Regions from separate parts of the Mus musculus genome. Here all the other regions are linked to region 5. Evidence: chromatin contacts called from public Hi-C and promoter capture Hi-C data. All regions are on one chromosome and are shown on one strand. Each heading gives the region's core, a stretch centred on a gene start, on an enhancer-like site or on the middle of the called end of the contact. The rest is flanking DNA. Distances are from core to core; before and after follow the strand shown. Region 1 holds the start of Ephx2 (epoxide hydrolase 2, cytoplasmic). Region 2 has its middle 28 kb from the start of Gm41178. Region 3 holds the start of Gulo (gulonolactone (L-) oxidase). Region 4 overlaps Scara3 (scavenger receptor class A, member 3). Region 5 holds the start of Scara5 (scavenger receptor class A, member 5).

Evidence for each region. Promoter capture Hi-C pulls out the DNA fragments that hold promoters and counts their contacts. Hi-C and Micro-C count contacts between places; a contact is called where the count stands out from the background.
Region 1: a contact with region 5 is called in a promoter capture Hi-C map of hippocampal neurons, with 5 times the contacts expected there. The contact joins the promoter of Ephx2 here to the promoter of Scara5 in region 5.
Region 2: a Hi-C map of embryonic stem cells shows a contact between it and region 5, with 4 times the contacts expected there. The contact joins the enhancer-like site here to the promoter of Scara5 in region 5. A contact is called at or near these places in 4 of 39 promoter capture datasets (embryonic stem cells, liver, pre-B cells and 1 more) and 6 of 484 Hi-C or Micro-C datasets (B cells, the HL-1 cell line, the P5424 cell line and 2 more).
Region 3: a promoter capture Hi-C map of embryonic stem cells shows a contact between it and region 5, with 2.4 times the contacts expected there. The contact joins the promoter of Gulo here to the promoter of Scara5 in region 5. A contact is called at or near these places in 4 of 39 promoter capture datasets (the 3T3-L1 cell line, HPC-7-derived erythroid cells, embryonic stem cells and 1 more) and 2 of 9 other capture datasets (macrophages and pancreatic islet).
Region 4: a promoter capture Hi-C map of frontonasal cranial neural crest shows a contact between it and region 5, with 4 times the contacts expected there. The contact joins the enhancer-like site here to the promoter of Scara5 in region 5. A contact is called at or near these places in 12 of 39 promoter capture datasets (3T3-L1-derived adipocytes, the SN4741 cell line, cranial neural crest and 8 more), 3 of 484 Hi-C or Micro-C datasets (embryonic stem cells and liver) and 2 of 9 other capture datasets (embryonic stem cells and pancreatic islet).

The regions. Positions count from the first base shown.
Region 1 is chr14:66,122,999-66,125,809 of GRCm38.p6, reverse strand. It overlaps Ephx2 (epoxide hydrolase 2, cytoplasmic), which reads left to right and starts at 1,288. Exons shown (of 19, transcript NM_007940.4): 1 at 1,288-1,475. The coding sequence starts at 1,375.
Region 2 is chr14:65,325,472-65,328,190 of GRCm38.p6, reverse strand. No RefSeq gene overlaps it. Among named protein-coding and RNA genes, the nearest start is that of Gm41178, 28 kb to the right of the region's middle. Within about 2 kb of position 1,425, at least 38 of the 459 cell types and tissues checked have an H3K27ac peak or open chromatin away from gene starts, as enhancers often do. A contact at or near this core is called in embryonic stem cells, where this site is marked.
Region 3 is chr14:66,007,711-66,010,612 of GRCm38.p6, reverse strand. Gulo (gulonolactone (L-) oxidase) reads left to right here and starts at 1,403. Exons shown (of 12, transcript NM_178747.3): 1 at 1,403-1,568; 2 at 2,473-2,574. The coding sequence starts at 1,566.
Region 4 is chr14:65,941,648-65,944,445 of GRCm38.p6, reverse strand. All of the region lies in intron 1 of Scara3 (scavenger receptor class A, member 3), which reads left to right. Among named protein-coding and RNA genes, the nearest start is that of Scara3, 11 kb to the left of the region's middle. Within about 2 kb of position 1,330, at least 44 of the 459 cell types and tissues checked have an H3K27ac peak or open chromatin away from gene starts, as enhancers often do.
Region 5 is chr14:65,664,989-65,667,688 of GRCm38.p6, reverse strand. Scara5 (scavenger receptor class A, member 5) reads right to left here and starts at 1,286. Exons shown (of 9, transcript NM_028903.2): 1 at 943-1,286.

The DNA of each region.
Region 1 (2,811 bases), core at 39-2,538, 460 kb before region 5:
ATTACAGGCAGACGGGACCATACCCAGCTCACGTTCTCTCTCGTTCTGTCTTCAGGCCCAGGACCATCTCCTTCCTTCCTTCCTTCCTTCCTTCCTTCCTTCCTTCCTTCCTTCCTCCCTCCCTCCCTCCCTCCCTCCCTCCCTCCCTCCCTCCCTCCCTCCCTCTCTCTCTCTCTCTCTTTCTTTCTTTCTTTCTTTCTTTTTTTTTTCTTCAGTTTTTCAAGACAGGGTTTCTCTATATGGCCCTGGCTGTCCTGGAACTCACTTTGTGGCCTCGAACTCAGAAATCTGCCTGCCTCTGCCTCCCAAGTGCACCACCATGCCCAGCTATCTCGTTTATTTCTTAAACACTCCATCCACTACAGGCACTCTCAAAAGACCCTTTCTGTTCTCAGGGCAACACCCCCACATTTTCAGCCACTTTCCATTTCTTAGGTGTGAATCTCAGAAAACACAAACTGCCCCAGACAAGACTTGAGGCAAGAAGAGGAAGTGTCTGAAAGACTCACAAAAATTAACCCACAGTAGGGCCATTTCCCACCACCTAACACGCAGCAACCAGAGCAAAGGAAGAAGCCAATTCCCGGTTTCAGTAAGGGAGGCAGTCTTTCACAACAGCCTTGGACTAAACGGTGGATTTGTTAATTAACTCATTAGTAGAGGAGGTTTCTCTTTTTTCTCTTAACTAGGGAGAGCACTGGGCCAAGGGGCAGGAAGGTTCCAGAAACCTCCAAGAAGCCCAGCTCACTTTTAAACAATACAGTGTAGAAAAAGGAAACAGACTCGATTAATTTCTTTTAATCCTCAAGAGAAAAAGTATTCTGGGTTAGCACACCAAGACAGGAGGCTGTCTTGCATTCCAGAAACACTGCTAGAAGAAGCAGGCAGATGTGAGGGGGTTGCAAAGATGTGGACCACATTTAGAGAAGAGGGTCCACAGATCCCAACATACATGGGATATGCCAATCAAGACCAAATACTGAAGGAGAAAATGTTTAGAATATTCCGTCTCCTCCAACCTGCCTCCTCAAGACCCCTCTCTCCCCATACCAAGCCTGTTTCCAAACGGTCAAAGTCTGAGAATTGGGGAGCCTTGGCAGGGTTTCTAGTCCTTAGGCTAAGGAGGAAAAAGTGGCCAAGACCAGGATTGACACTTGGGTGGGACATCCAGCAAGAAGCTCCGGGCTAGGCAGCTGATCAGTAGGCAGGGCAGTGTCAGTACTGGGCGGGGCGGGGCGGGGCGGGGCGGGGCGAGGGGCGGTGCTGAGATTGGCACGACCCTAATCTTAGGTTCCCACAGCCAGCCTCCCCACTCTAGGCCACAGCCTTCCAGCTTCGTGTCTGTGTCAGCTTGACGCTGCAGCCCGGGCCGCCATGGCGCTGCGTGTAGCCGCGTTCGACCTTGACGGAGTGCTGGCCCTCCCCTCTATCGCCGGGGCTTTCCGCCGCAGCGAAGAGGCCCTGGCACTGCCTAGGTAAGGGGAGCCGCGCTGGGTCAGTGTCCCGCCTGGTGCCCTGTCCATACGTCCAGCCCAGGTTTCAAATTGCTTTCCAGGTGAGCCTGGGCAAGATCAAAATCATTACCTGGTGTTAAAATGCCAGCGTGCACGAGTAGATCTATTGCCCTTCTAAATGCTAAGTAATTAAAACTTGCTTTAAAAAAAAACTCCTTCATGAAAAGAGGCGTTATTACCATTTGCTGCCGGATTAATGCTACTGAACTGGGTCTTTAAAATACCCGCCGCGATTTACAAGAAAGTTCAGTCCTAGGCCAGCGTTATAGGAGAACTAGTGCAAGAGCAGGTTACAGAAATGTCCCACAGCCCAGGGAAACGGGAACCTGGGAGGCAGTCACTAATATCAGAAAGTAGTAGCTCTGATTCAGACCGAGGAGGGAGGAAGCAGGAAACAGTAGAAAATGTCTGGAATAAATATATCAAAATATCCAGACATGGGACTGGAGAGACGACTAAAGTTAAGAAAGTGCTCTTTCGAGCCACCATGTGGTTTCTGGGATTTGAACTCAGGACCTTTGGAAGAGCAGGGCAATAGTGGCACACGCCTTTAATCCCAGCACTTGGGAGGCAGAGGCAGGCGAATTTCTAAGTTTGAGGCCAGCTTGGTCTACAGAGTGAGTTCCAGGACAGCCAGGGCTACACAGAGAAACCCTGTCTCGAAAAAAAAAAAAAAAGCAAAACACAAAAACAAACAAGAAAGAAAGAAAGAGAAAGAAAGAAAGAAAGAAAGAAAGAAAGAAAGAAAGAAAGAAAGAAAGAAAGAAAGGTGTTCTTGCTGAACTTTTGAGGCCCAGCAACCAAGTCAGGCGGCTCCGGCGGATCTGACTCCCCCTTCTGACGTCTTATGATACCTGTATGCACAGATGCACACACAAACACATAATTTAAGGCCATTGTTTAAGACAGGGTTTCTCTGTGTAGCCCTAGCTGTCCTGGGACTAGCTTTATAGAGCAGTCTAGCCTCGAACTCAAAAGAGCCGCTTGTCTTTGCCTTCTAAGTGCTGAGACTAAAGGCACCCCCACCACCCAGCTACATGTAATTTAAGAAGTAATAACAATAATTTTTTAAAGATCCAGACATCATTCATTGTATCTGAGTTCATGTATAATTTTTTTCTACTTTTTTCTCTTTTTATTTTCCAAACTTTCAGTTTAAAAAAGATGTTTTATAATCAGAAAGGAGGAAAACATATTTATTTTTAAAAAAATTAAAAAAAAAATGAAAGATCACTCTAGTATCACCCAAGGAAAAGAACAAATGGGTAATTTCAAATTACCACTGAGGGGAAGAGGC
Region 2 (2,719 bases), core at 176-2,675, 340 kb after region 5:
GACGGGAGCTGCTGTCTAGACTTAGAAAAGAGGGGAAGTAGCGCCCTCTAGCGTCCATTCTCTGCTGGAGCCCGGGACTAACGAAGCCAGCTGAGAAATGCGAATTTCTTAACATTCTGATGACAGCATTACTGTCAAACACCAGTCATGTGCCTGCTTAATAAAAGAAATATGGAAACATGTGGAGAATCTGGGATCCTGTGAAGAATTCCATCCTAGAGGGTGGGTAGTTGAGATTTATGACTACAACTGAAGATGGACAGAGAGAAATGGGAGGAAGACCACAAACAGAAGAATCAAAACTGGAAAGGACAGACATCAAAATTCACGTGGGAATGGAAACGTGTGTGGTTTAAACATTTGAGACGACACTGGGCTTTATCTGAAGGCTCCAGTTTCATCTTTTTTTTTTTTTTTTATGTCTCTTTAAGAGATTCTGGGCATAGCGTGGTGGCGCACACCTTTAATCCCAACACTTGGGAGGCAGAGACAGGCGAATTTCTGAGTTCGAGGCCAGCCTGGTCTACAAAGTGAGTTCCAGGACAGCCAGTGCTATACAGAGAAACCCTGTCTCGAAAAACAAAAAAAAAACAAAAACAAAAACAAAACAAACCAAAAAAAACCAAAAAACACAAAACCCAACAACAACAAAAGAATTAGAAAAGAGAAAAAAGAAAAAAAGAAAAAATTTAAAATATAAAAAAGAAAAGGAAGAAATTATCTGATAATCCGAAATTTATTTATTTATTTGTTTGTTTTGAGACGGTCTCACTAAGTAACTCTGACTGTCCTAGAATTCACTATGTAGGCCAGGCTGGTAGAGATCTCATGCTGGGACTAAAGGTGTATGCCACTATGCCCAGCTAATTCCAGTTCTTGACAGCAGTCTTCAGCCGCTCTCTGAAAGCCCATGGGAACACCAGATCTAATCCTTCCCACTCCCTGCCACCTTCTCTGCCCTCTAGGCTGTGGGGAGAAATGGGAGGATTTCCAGGCCAAATACTGAATGAGGAGGCCGTGTCCACTCAGGAAGAGTGGCTATGGAGCAACTGTGAGGTGGGAAGAGGTGTTCTTTGGAGTCAAACTCTCAGTCATGACCCAGGCCTGCTGTTAGACAGTCATTGCTTGGGCTTGCTACTCCATCCTAAATTCCGCAACGGTAAGATAAAGGTGCCAGGTCCTCCCTCTGCCCCTCCTTCCTTTCTCCCCCCCCCCCCCCCACTAAGGGTCTTGTGGAAACCAAACCAGAGTAGGCAAGGGCTTCTGAAACCTACAGTTTAACACAGCCTCTCTCTCTCTCTCCTCCTCCTCACCCTCCAGAGGAGCCTCCTGACTACCCCGCAGTTCTCACCCCCTCCCCTTGTCCCTGGGACGTCCAATACACTTGCACACCCAGCAAGATCACCGTCAAACCAACAGCAGCTGCAGGGGAAGGAACGGTTTGTTTGCATTCCAGGGCAGGGTGGTGTGGGAAGGCCTTTCTGAACCACCCTCATTACTTCCCCATTGTTTTCCAAGTGCTGATGCCAGGCACCCGAGAGTCTCTCTCGCCAACCTTCTCTGTATCTCCAAGTCCTGCTGTCGCTTTGAGTCTATATCCTTCTAGCTCCCCGGTCTCGCTCCACCTCTCTGGAGACTCTGTGATGGGCGGTTCTTTGCACATCCCCTCTTTCCAGTTACCCAGGCACCAGAGCCCTCTAAATGCAAGTCTCCTCAGATCGCTTTCCTATCTCACAGTCCCGGATCAACTGTTCAGTACCTAGGGCGAAGCCTTGACTTCCTGGCAGGGCTCAGATTCCTGTTCGGGCTCTTGACTGACTTTCCGGCTCTCTCCCCAACCTCATGGCAGCTCAGACGGGTTTCTATAGAAACCATCAGCTCTCGTGGGCCATCCAAGTCTCCAGAACAACTCATGGCGACTGAGGGGCTTCCTGGAGATGCTCCTTGTTTTCAGCCTTCTCTTCTTTCCTCTTTCCTCTTTCCCTTCCTCTCTTCTTCCTCATCTTCCCCTCCCCCCTTTCCTCCATCTCCTCCTTATGCTCGCTCCGTCTTTCTATCACCCTCCATCCCTCTCCTTCCTCCCCCTTTTCTTTTCTTTTCTTTTCTTTCCTTTCCTTTCCTTTCCTTTCCCTTTCTTTCCCTTTCTTTTCTTTTCTTTTCTTTTCTTTTCTTTTCTTTTCTTTTCTTTTCTCTTCTCTTCTCTTTTCTTTCTTTCTTTCTTTTTTTTTTTTTTTGGTTTTTTGAGACAGGGTTTCTCTGTGTAGCCCTGGCTGTCCTGGAACTCATTCTGTAGACCAGGCTGGCCTCGAACTCAGAAATCTGCCTGCCTCTGCCTCCCAAGTGCTGGGACTAAAGGCGTGTGCCACCACGCCCAGCTCCCCCTTTTCTTCTTACCCTTCTCCTCCCCTCGGCTTTGGCCTTGCTGAGGATTATATCCAGGGCCTTGCACTTGCTTGCACGGAGCTAGCGACCCAAGCCCCTGAAGCCAAGTCAGTCCTGGGCACACCAGGATAACTGACTCTCTGGCTTCTCCCCGGGTCTCTGGCTATTTCACTGGGTCGTTTCTCTCTCTCTCCCCCTTGTACATCCCACACCACCTTCATGGACTCATCCTAGGCTTTCTGCTGGAACAGCCATCCCCATCTGTAGCTCCTCCCAGACTGCTTCGTCAGTCCTCTCTTTCAGCTCTGCTCGAGGTACCCTGTTCAAGCCCATGTGT
Region 3 (2,902 bases), core at 154-2,653, 340 kb before region 5:
CCTTCTCCTTTAGCCATATTTAAGCACCGCAGAATTACTGAGGGGAAGTGTTCAGATAACAATTAACTCAGCTCCGTGAAGGCCACAAAGCTTAAAACAGGTTTACATTGAAGCTCTTGGCTAAGTACCTATGGCTTCATCTGTAAGATGGTTTCTTGCTGAAACAATGTTCGAGATAATGGTCTAGGGATCTTGACTAAGGTAAACATAGCATCTGTGGGAGCTAAGGTTGGCCTGGCCCTAAGATCACACAGAAGTCACTTACACTGTTGTGAATGAAACGCAAGAGACATCAATCATAACATTTAGGAGGAAAGGGTCTGGAATAAGTAAAAGCAGTAAGCCTGGAAGATATGACAGAGTCTGCCTCATCAGACAGCAAAGAATCACCAGACTGTAAAACTACATCACTCCAGCCATTCCAGGAAGAGCAGCCATGCACCTCATACCATGGACCAGATTCACTGCCAGAAACTTTCCTGATTTCTCCACCCTGCTTATCTGTGTGCACAAGGCCTTTTTGTTTTCTACACCAGAGCTTATTTAGTTCTCATGGGTCCTTGGACTCCAGGGCACAGCCTCACCTTCACAGATAACCACCCTCTTTTGGAAGGTGGTCCCTACTCTGAGGTTTTGTTATTCTTAGAATCCATGGTAGCCAGGCGTGGTGGAACCTGCCTTAAATCCCAGCACTTGGGAGGCAGAGGCAGGCAGATCTGTGAGTTCAAGGCCAGCCTGGGCTAAGGTGTGAGTTCCAGGATAACAGGGCTACACAGAGCAACCCTGTCTGGAAAAAAACAAGCAAGCAAACAAACAAACATATCCAAAGTGACTCTATGGGAAATGACTTATTTCCATGCCTTCAGGGGAGGAGACACAAAATGAAGATAGCGGTGTCAGGCTCCCACCCTGCTTTTAGGTACCTTGTAGACCCAAGTGAAGAGTCTGGGTTTTTTGTTTTTGTTTTTGTTTTTTTTTTTTTTTTAACCAAAACAGCCTCCACCTGACTGCTTCAGTAGAATACCGGGTACTGATTCTGAATGGCACTAGACTATACTCAGCTGTCCCTTCCCACAATCACCAAACATAGTGGGGGGTGGGGGGCAGTGTTTGGATGGCTCAGTACAAGAGCTGCATGGGTACCTGGCTTTAAAGCGGCCAAAGTCAGACGCGTAGGCAGCTAGCCTAGGTCTGAGCCTGACAGTGGTGTTTGGCTCTGGACTCCCAAGGTTGGGCTCAGAGCTCCAGCAGTGGGTTTCAGGGGCACAGATGCTGCTGTTTAACCTACACCTCCCGAGCTTCCTTGGAGCTCGCAGACAGAGGGCAGGGGGCGGGACCCAGCTGCTGTTTACAGATTGCCTGGGTCTTGCAGGGGGAGGAGCCTGTTCAACACCGGTTTCCTGCCTTTCTTGGTACCTGTGGCTAAACTTCCAGTCCCGTTCTGCCTGAGGTAACCCAGAGCCGAGGTTGCCTGACCACTGCATCTGCTGCTGCCCAGGGCTTTGTTCAACTTCCTGTGGGAACGCTTCAAGTCAAGTCGTCTGACCCTGTTGATCGCTGGAATCATGGTAGGAATGATAGGGGGTCTGTGAGACCGCCAGTAGATACAGCCGGCTGTGTCCAGGCTGCATCTGTGAGCCAAGTGAGGGAAGGTAAAGTCAGACCAAGGCTGGGGCCATCAGAGGGGCCACTGGGGATCCCCCAAGTGAACTTGGGGAACGGTTGGGGTGTTAGAAGAGATATGAAAGTGGAAGGCTTGGGCTGACCTCTTAATGCCTTCACTGGGCTTCTGTGTGAACTTAGGGAAGACCCTGACTGCTCTGAGCCTTAATTTTGACAGCTAAAAGAAGACTAATGTCCTGTTTCGTGACATTATTGTAAGATCTAATAAGCCAGGACACACAGAAGACCCACCGTATCTGGCTGGCTATACAGTGGTGTGCAGAAAACATGATTCTGATTCCCAGGCTAGAGGCTAAGATGCTACCACCATGGAACACCTAAGGGATACCCCTTCCCTGCCAGGGAAGTCAGACCCCAGCCCTTGCCTCCAGCGCCTTCTCCTCCAGCCCTTTCTCAGACCGCCCTACTTATCTGCTGGGCCATCCATAATGCGCACCTGGAGCAGGAATTGACCCGAGTCCTGGCTTATCAGGATTTGTCCTTGTCTTTGATCCCATCTATCGCTTTGGCCTTCAGAATGGGCAGAATTCCCACCATTCTGACCTGGAGTGATCAAAGATAGCATTAGGATGCTGGGTGTGGGCTGCCAGCTTCTGAGCAGCCGGTGCTGTTTGATCTTCCTAGTGGCCCTTGACCTAAGAACCATAGTAGCCAAAGGGAGCTGGGGCTCTCTGTGCTGTGGCCATGTCCTCTCCTCTTTGTGTCTACGGGGTTTGGGGTTGGTGATGTGACATACAGAGAGGACAGTGACTGCTTGCCTACTGAGACCTGGCTTTCTTCCTGGTATAGGTCCATGGGTACAAAGGGGTCCAGTTCCAAAACTGGGCGAAGACCTATGGCTGCAGTCCAGAGATGTACTACCAGCCCACATCAGTGGGGGAGGTCAGAGAGGTAGGTGCCCATGAACACCACATGGGCTGCCCGGCCTGCAGCCACAACCCTCGCTCTGGAAGACGCTGGATGTGAGGCTTCCTGCTGGCCTGGTTGGGTAAAGGCAAGGCTCTTCTTCCTGCTTTCCCCAGCTCCAGGTCTGCTCCGCAGCCTGTTGTAATGTTCTATGCCCACTTCAAGCCTATACAGCAGTATACCAGGGGCAGCCATGTCTACACTCACCTCTCCAACCTGACCTCTGTAATAAACTCCATGCACACATACACACGTGTGCATATATTTGTGCGTGCTTGGGCACAGGCAGATGTGCTAGCATACATGCCTGTAG
Region 4 (2,798 bases), core at 81-2,580, 280 kb before region 5:
CAAACAAGAATCCTTCCTGTTTAAAGAAAAGAATGTCTTATGCCATGTGTGGCTAGCTCTGTGGAAGGGAAGGAAGACTCACCTGAACTCTGCTGCCTCCCTCGGCCCTCCTCCCCACCTTCCATTTCCTGATAGTTCAAGCCTCAAACCCCCACTCCCACCCCCAATGTGTCTCTGTTGCCTTAAGCTCTTGCAAACCCCGTGTGTCAACACTCCCTTGGCCATAGACAATACCAAGAATAAAACAGATTGAAACCATATTTTAAATGATTGTTCTTCATTTGTTTTTCAATGAAAATGAGCTCGTGGCTAAAACATCAGAAAACATTCAGGCCTTCACCAAAAGTCCACAAGCTACCTTTACTGGCATTCACTGTAGCATCAGCCCTGGACTGACAGGAGCCCAGGGGAAGGTGGACTGACCTAAAGGAAGTGACACCTTGCTGGGAGTTCTGATGGGTAAACAGATGGCAGGCCTGGGTGGAAGGGTCCTATCCCCGCTCTCCTGGCAACTCTGTAGATGGTGCATGTGTTCTGGGTTCTGACTCCAGACTCCTGGACACTAAGAAGCAATTACTACTACCCTTGGGTCTTTGTAATGGGATAGTAGTGACTCTGACTTGTAAGCCTCGTTCTGAGAGCTATATCCCCAACACTGAGTCACCATGCCCCATGAGGCTAGGACAATGGGGAGATGAAGGAGAACTCTTCTCCCTTGCCCCAGGGGAGCCTGTCTGCCTCAGCACCAGGGCTGTGTCCTGGTCCCCATCTAATTCCCATCCATCTCCTCACAGGGCTTAACACTTCCTCCCAGCTTTGCTCACTCTGTTCATATGTTCATCTGGTCTCCAACCAGAACCAAGCTCAATGAGACATAAACACATCGACTTTGTACTTAACAAAAGGCTTGGCTTGAGGGAGCCCCACAAATGCTTTGGATTATGTTCTCATTAAAGTGAGAGAGTCTAACGTGGCAAGCTGCCGAGGCGTTCCAGATACAGGCCAATCAGAGTCCCCCAGGGCAGGACTCTACACCGGACAGCAGGAAGTCAGGGGATTAGGAAAATGAGAAACCCTCTTTGGGGACGGGAGAGGACTATGAGGTACAGAACTGAGATGTCATCAAGGGGAAGAGGGCCAACACTCAGGAACCACTGGTCTAAAGAGGACTGGGCTCTGGGCAGGCAGTTGTCCTTCCCCTCCGTGGGCCAGGTCTTGCAGCTCTGGAAAGTGCTGGTCCTTATTGACTCCCTTTGTTAATGACAAGCAATTTAAGGGGCTCTTACCAGGGGAGCAAGGGTGTGGCAAAGCAGCTATGGGAGGGGTGTTTGCTGAAGGCTGGTGTCAGCCAGGCTTCATTTAAATCATTCCAGATTCCTTGCAAAGGCTATAAACAGTGGAGTGATGAAATTGCCTTTGGAGCCAAAACAGGGAGGAGGCCCTGTCCCAAGGGAGGGCCGAGAAGCGCCACTAAAGAGTGGGGAGAAATGAAGAGCATGGATAAGAAGGAAGGGATATCTCTCTGAGGGGCTCAACTGAAGCCCGAGGATCTGAGCAGCCCCATCATGCAGTGTTCTGCAGAGCTCCTAGGGATGGCCATTCCTAGCTAGCTGCCGAGGTTTCTGTTTAGACAAGCACAGAACGGTCCAAAGAATCCTAGTTCACCTAGCCTGAAGCTTTGGGGAAAGAGATCATCACTCTGTAAAGTGCCCGGGCAAAGCAATCCTTGTAAACAGCTGGCAGATTGATGGAAGGATTGCAGACTGAGTTGAAAAGCAGGGTTGGAAAGGCTGATAATTGATAAGCACGTAAAAAGATGTGCTGCCCCTCACACACCACACAGCTGGTGTTTCCCTTTACCACAGACAGACAGACAGACAGACAGACAGACACACACACACACACACACACACACCATTTCCCCATCCATCTGTCAAATCCCGAGACCAATTTCTCTAATTTCTTACACCATATCCTTCTCAGGCTACTTTTATGGATCCATCAGGACAATGGAGGTAACGAGTGCTTTTAAGCCCCAATATTTTCTCATCTTCAGCCTCTCTCAACTCAGACTTCCCCTGGAGGTCAGACTGTGAGTCCTAAAATCCTCAGATTTGTGTTCAGGTGTAGCTGGAGAACCACTTACCAGAAAGCATAATGAAAACTCATGGAAAGGTTTCAAAGCATTCTTCCCTGAGCCAGCCACTGTGCCAGACATGGCGTCTGACCCTAGAACTTAAGCTCTGGGCATGAGAGCTGGCTGCTGAGTTCCACAGAGGTGAATCCATGACCCTGGAGCACACACACTAAGGACCATGCTCCAGTGTCAGTGGACCCGTGGCAGACCTGGGAGCTAAGCAGGGAAGCTTTATGGCAGCCATGAGGACCTTCCTCAGCTCCTTCCCCATGAGCCCACTCAAGGTTGCCACTGCTTCTCAAGTGTTCTTGACCACTGTCTTTTGTTTTTTGGGGTTTGTTTTGTTTTGTTTTGTTTTTCCTGTTGCTGTGACAAATACTGACAAAAGCAACTTCAGAGAGAAAGTCTTTCTTTTGGCTCACCGTTAGTTAGAGGTACAACCCTTTGTGGTGAGGAAGTCCAGCCAGTGTGAGCTCAAATCAGCTGGCCACACCCATCAGCAGTTGGGAAGCAGACAGTCATGAATGCTTGCTGCTGCTCAGCTCTCTTTCTCCACATTCCAGAATCCCAGCCTAGGGAATGATGCCACCCACCACAGATGGCTATTCCCACCTCGGCTATTTCTAATCAAGAGACTGCTCCCTAGACATGCCCAGAGGTC
Region 5 (2,700 bases), core at 37-2,536:
CTGATACAGGAGCGAGGACCTTTCAAAGCCATGCAAGACAGGGGACAGTCAAAGACTGTAAAATTCTTTCTTCCTCAGCAGATGGGGATCTCAGAGTCCTGAGGACTCCCCATTGCTCAAAAAGTCCCAGAAATGAAGTTGTGTGGGGGTTCCCTTCACAAAAAAGCAACCTCAAAAGTGGCTTAAGACTGAGGTTTGAACCCTGGTTCTGGAAGTTTCTCTGGGAGCACCAAAAGGGCTAAACTCCTGCTGAGGCAGGGAGCTAGATCAGGGGCCTCACTTGCGACTCTGAATCTTTTTCCGTGGACTCTGGTCTCTCACTTGGCAGGGCTTACAGCTTCTCTTTGGACTGCCTGGGTTCTAAAACTCATTTAAACCAAATAAAGTCACTGCAAATTTGGCCCCCAAGAAAAAGTTACTAGATAGGTCTTAAACCTGTTATTTTTCTAACTGGATTCATCAGTTCACCGGGTCCCAACTCACAGTTAGAGAGGCCCAGATGCTTCACTAATAACCTCCTGCTTCATTTGTCCCACCCTGGTGTGTTTACACACATACACATGCCCACGCACAATGCATGCACATGCACCCATGCATGCACCCACACATGCGCCCATGCGCACTGCATACTGTGCACATGCATTTACTCCCTGAATAGGCTCTGGAGCTGTGACATAAGACAGCCAGAGATGCCACTGAAGCCATAGCATCCCTCTGGCATCTGGATGCGGGCTCACACACTACAGCTCTAGTAACTGAGTCCTGGGGCCCCTGTGTGTCTACAGGCTCAGATCCCTCGTACCCTCCCACCTGGAGGCCTGCAACTCCAGGTCCTCTGTCAGCAGGACTTCCCAACTCTCAGCTTCACCAGCACACCGCTTCCTCCATCTGCCCTTGGGACACCATTACCCCAAGCTTCTAGGTCAAAATGTCAAAACTCACCTGTATGCCCCGTGCTGAGGCTGGGCCCTGTCCCTTCAGTTCCCAGCGATTGCCATGGTAGCCAGAGAGCTGACTGCTGCCCCACGAAGACCCAGAAAGTCCCTTGAAGCTTGTACCCACAGCCAGCCAAATCCAGATGGAGTCATATAGAAAGAGTCTTCAGGGTCACCTAGTGATTTAGGCCAGGGCCACAGAGTCACTTCTATGGGAGGATCCGTTCAACAAAGTGGCTGAATAACAGGTCTGCACGTGGGACTCCTTGTCTTGGTGCAGCGTCGGTCAGCCTCAGAAAGCGATCCGGAGATATTCTGTGGAGTCACCCACAGCTCTGCTAGGTACTGACTGGGTGGGAGGTGCTCCAACCTCCAGTCTTTATTTAAAAAAAAAAAAAAGTTCTAAAAGCAACTTCTAGAGGGAGTTTGGACTACGCCTGCCCCCTTGTGGCCATCCTCAGACTTACAACTCTCTGCACAGCATTCCAGCCCTTGGCTTTGGGACTCAGTGATTGTGTTAAAGGCCTTGCTCAAAATACTTTTTGGACAGCTTCTGAGAAAATGGCGGCTAGACCTGGTTTGTGACACACCCAAGGAAGCAAGTCTTGTAAAATTTATTGTAGCACGGAACTGGCGTTTCTCAATTCATTCAGCAAATTTGGCATTTCCTGAAGTTACATCCACTCCCAAAGGACTTGGACAATTCACACACTGGTGCTATTTAGAATAAAGTCTGGGGTGGGGGTGGTGGGCTCTGAAAGAACTTCCGAAGTCAAGATCAACACAATTCAGTAACAATGCCAGTGTCTGTGGAGCACAAAGACTGCATGAGGCACGAGAGAACGGGCCTGGGAGAAGCCCTCTGGTTGGAAGTCTGACTGGACCTCAAAGGACTGGAAACCTCAACACAAACAATTACCTTGTTTTTTTTTTTTTTAAAAAGGAGATACACTAGGGTGGGCGATAGTGGAATCCACAGGACCCTGACCTCTCAAGCAGGACCCGAGCTCGATCCCCAGCCCCCACATAAAAAAAGATGGCGTGGTGGCACACACTGTGACTCCAGTGCTGGGGAGCTGTGGACAGGACGATTGCTGGGCTCACTGGCTGGAAAGCTAGCTTGTTTGGTGAGTTCCAGACCAGCAAGGGAACTCTGTATTAAAAACCCTCAATATAGAACGACATCAGAATTTGACTTCAGTCCCCTCCCCCCATACACTTGTACACATGTACACACATACAGATACACACAATAAAATTAAACACAAATTGGAAGGATTAAAAAGAGATTCAAGCAGGTGTTAAAGAAGCAATGAATTCAGATGAGAACAGTGGGAAGAGAAAGACTATCAGAGAGACATACCCTCCCTCCCTCCCTCCCCCAAGAACCCAGTGTGAGCCACAACTAGATAGATCAGATGATGGGTCTGGACCGAAGTGTGCAGAAGCTAGCATTCATAAATAAGTTCCTGTTTGTTGGCTAAACACAAGAACAGGGTTTCAAGGTCAGATTTCTAACAGGAGAGTCTGCCAAACTCAACTCTGCCCACCCCACAGTACAGCTGCCAACCCTCAGCTGACTACTTAGAAGAGCTTTAGTCATCTTCAGGGACCACCCTCCTAACTGTGCCCAGAGGCAGCTTCTGCAGGACACTGCTTTACAGGAAGAAAAAAGCAGTCTTGTATAAGGAGGAGTAAGAGGAAGAGAAGGAGGAAGAGAAGAAAGGGGCACTTTATGATATTATTTACTATACATGCAGATAAT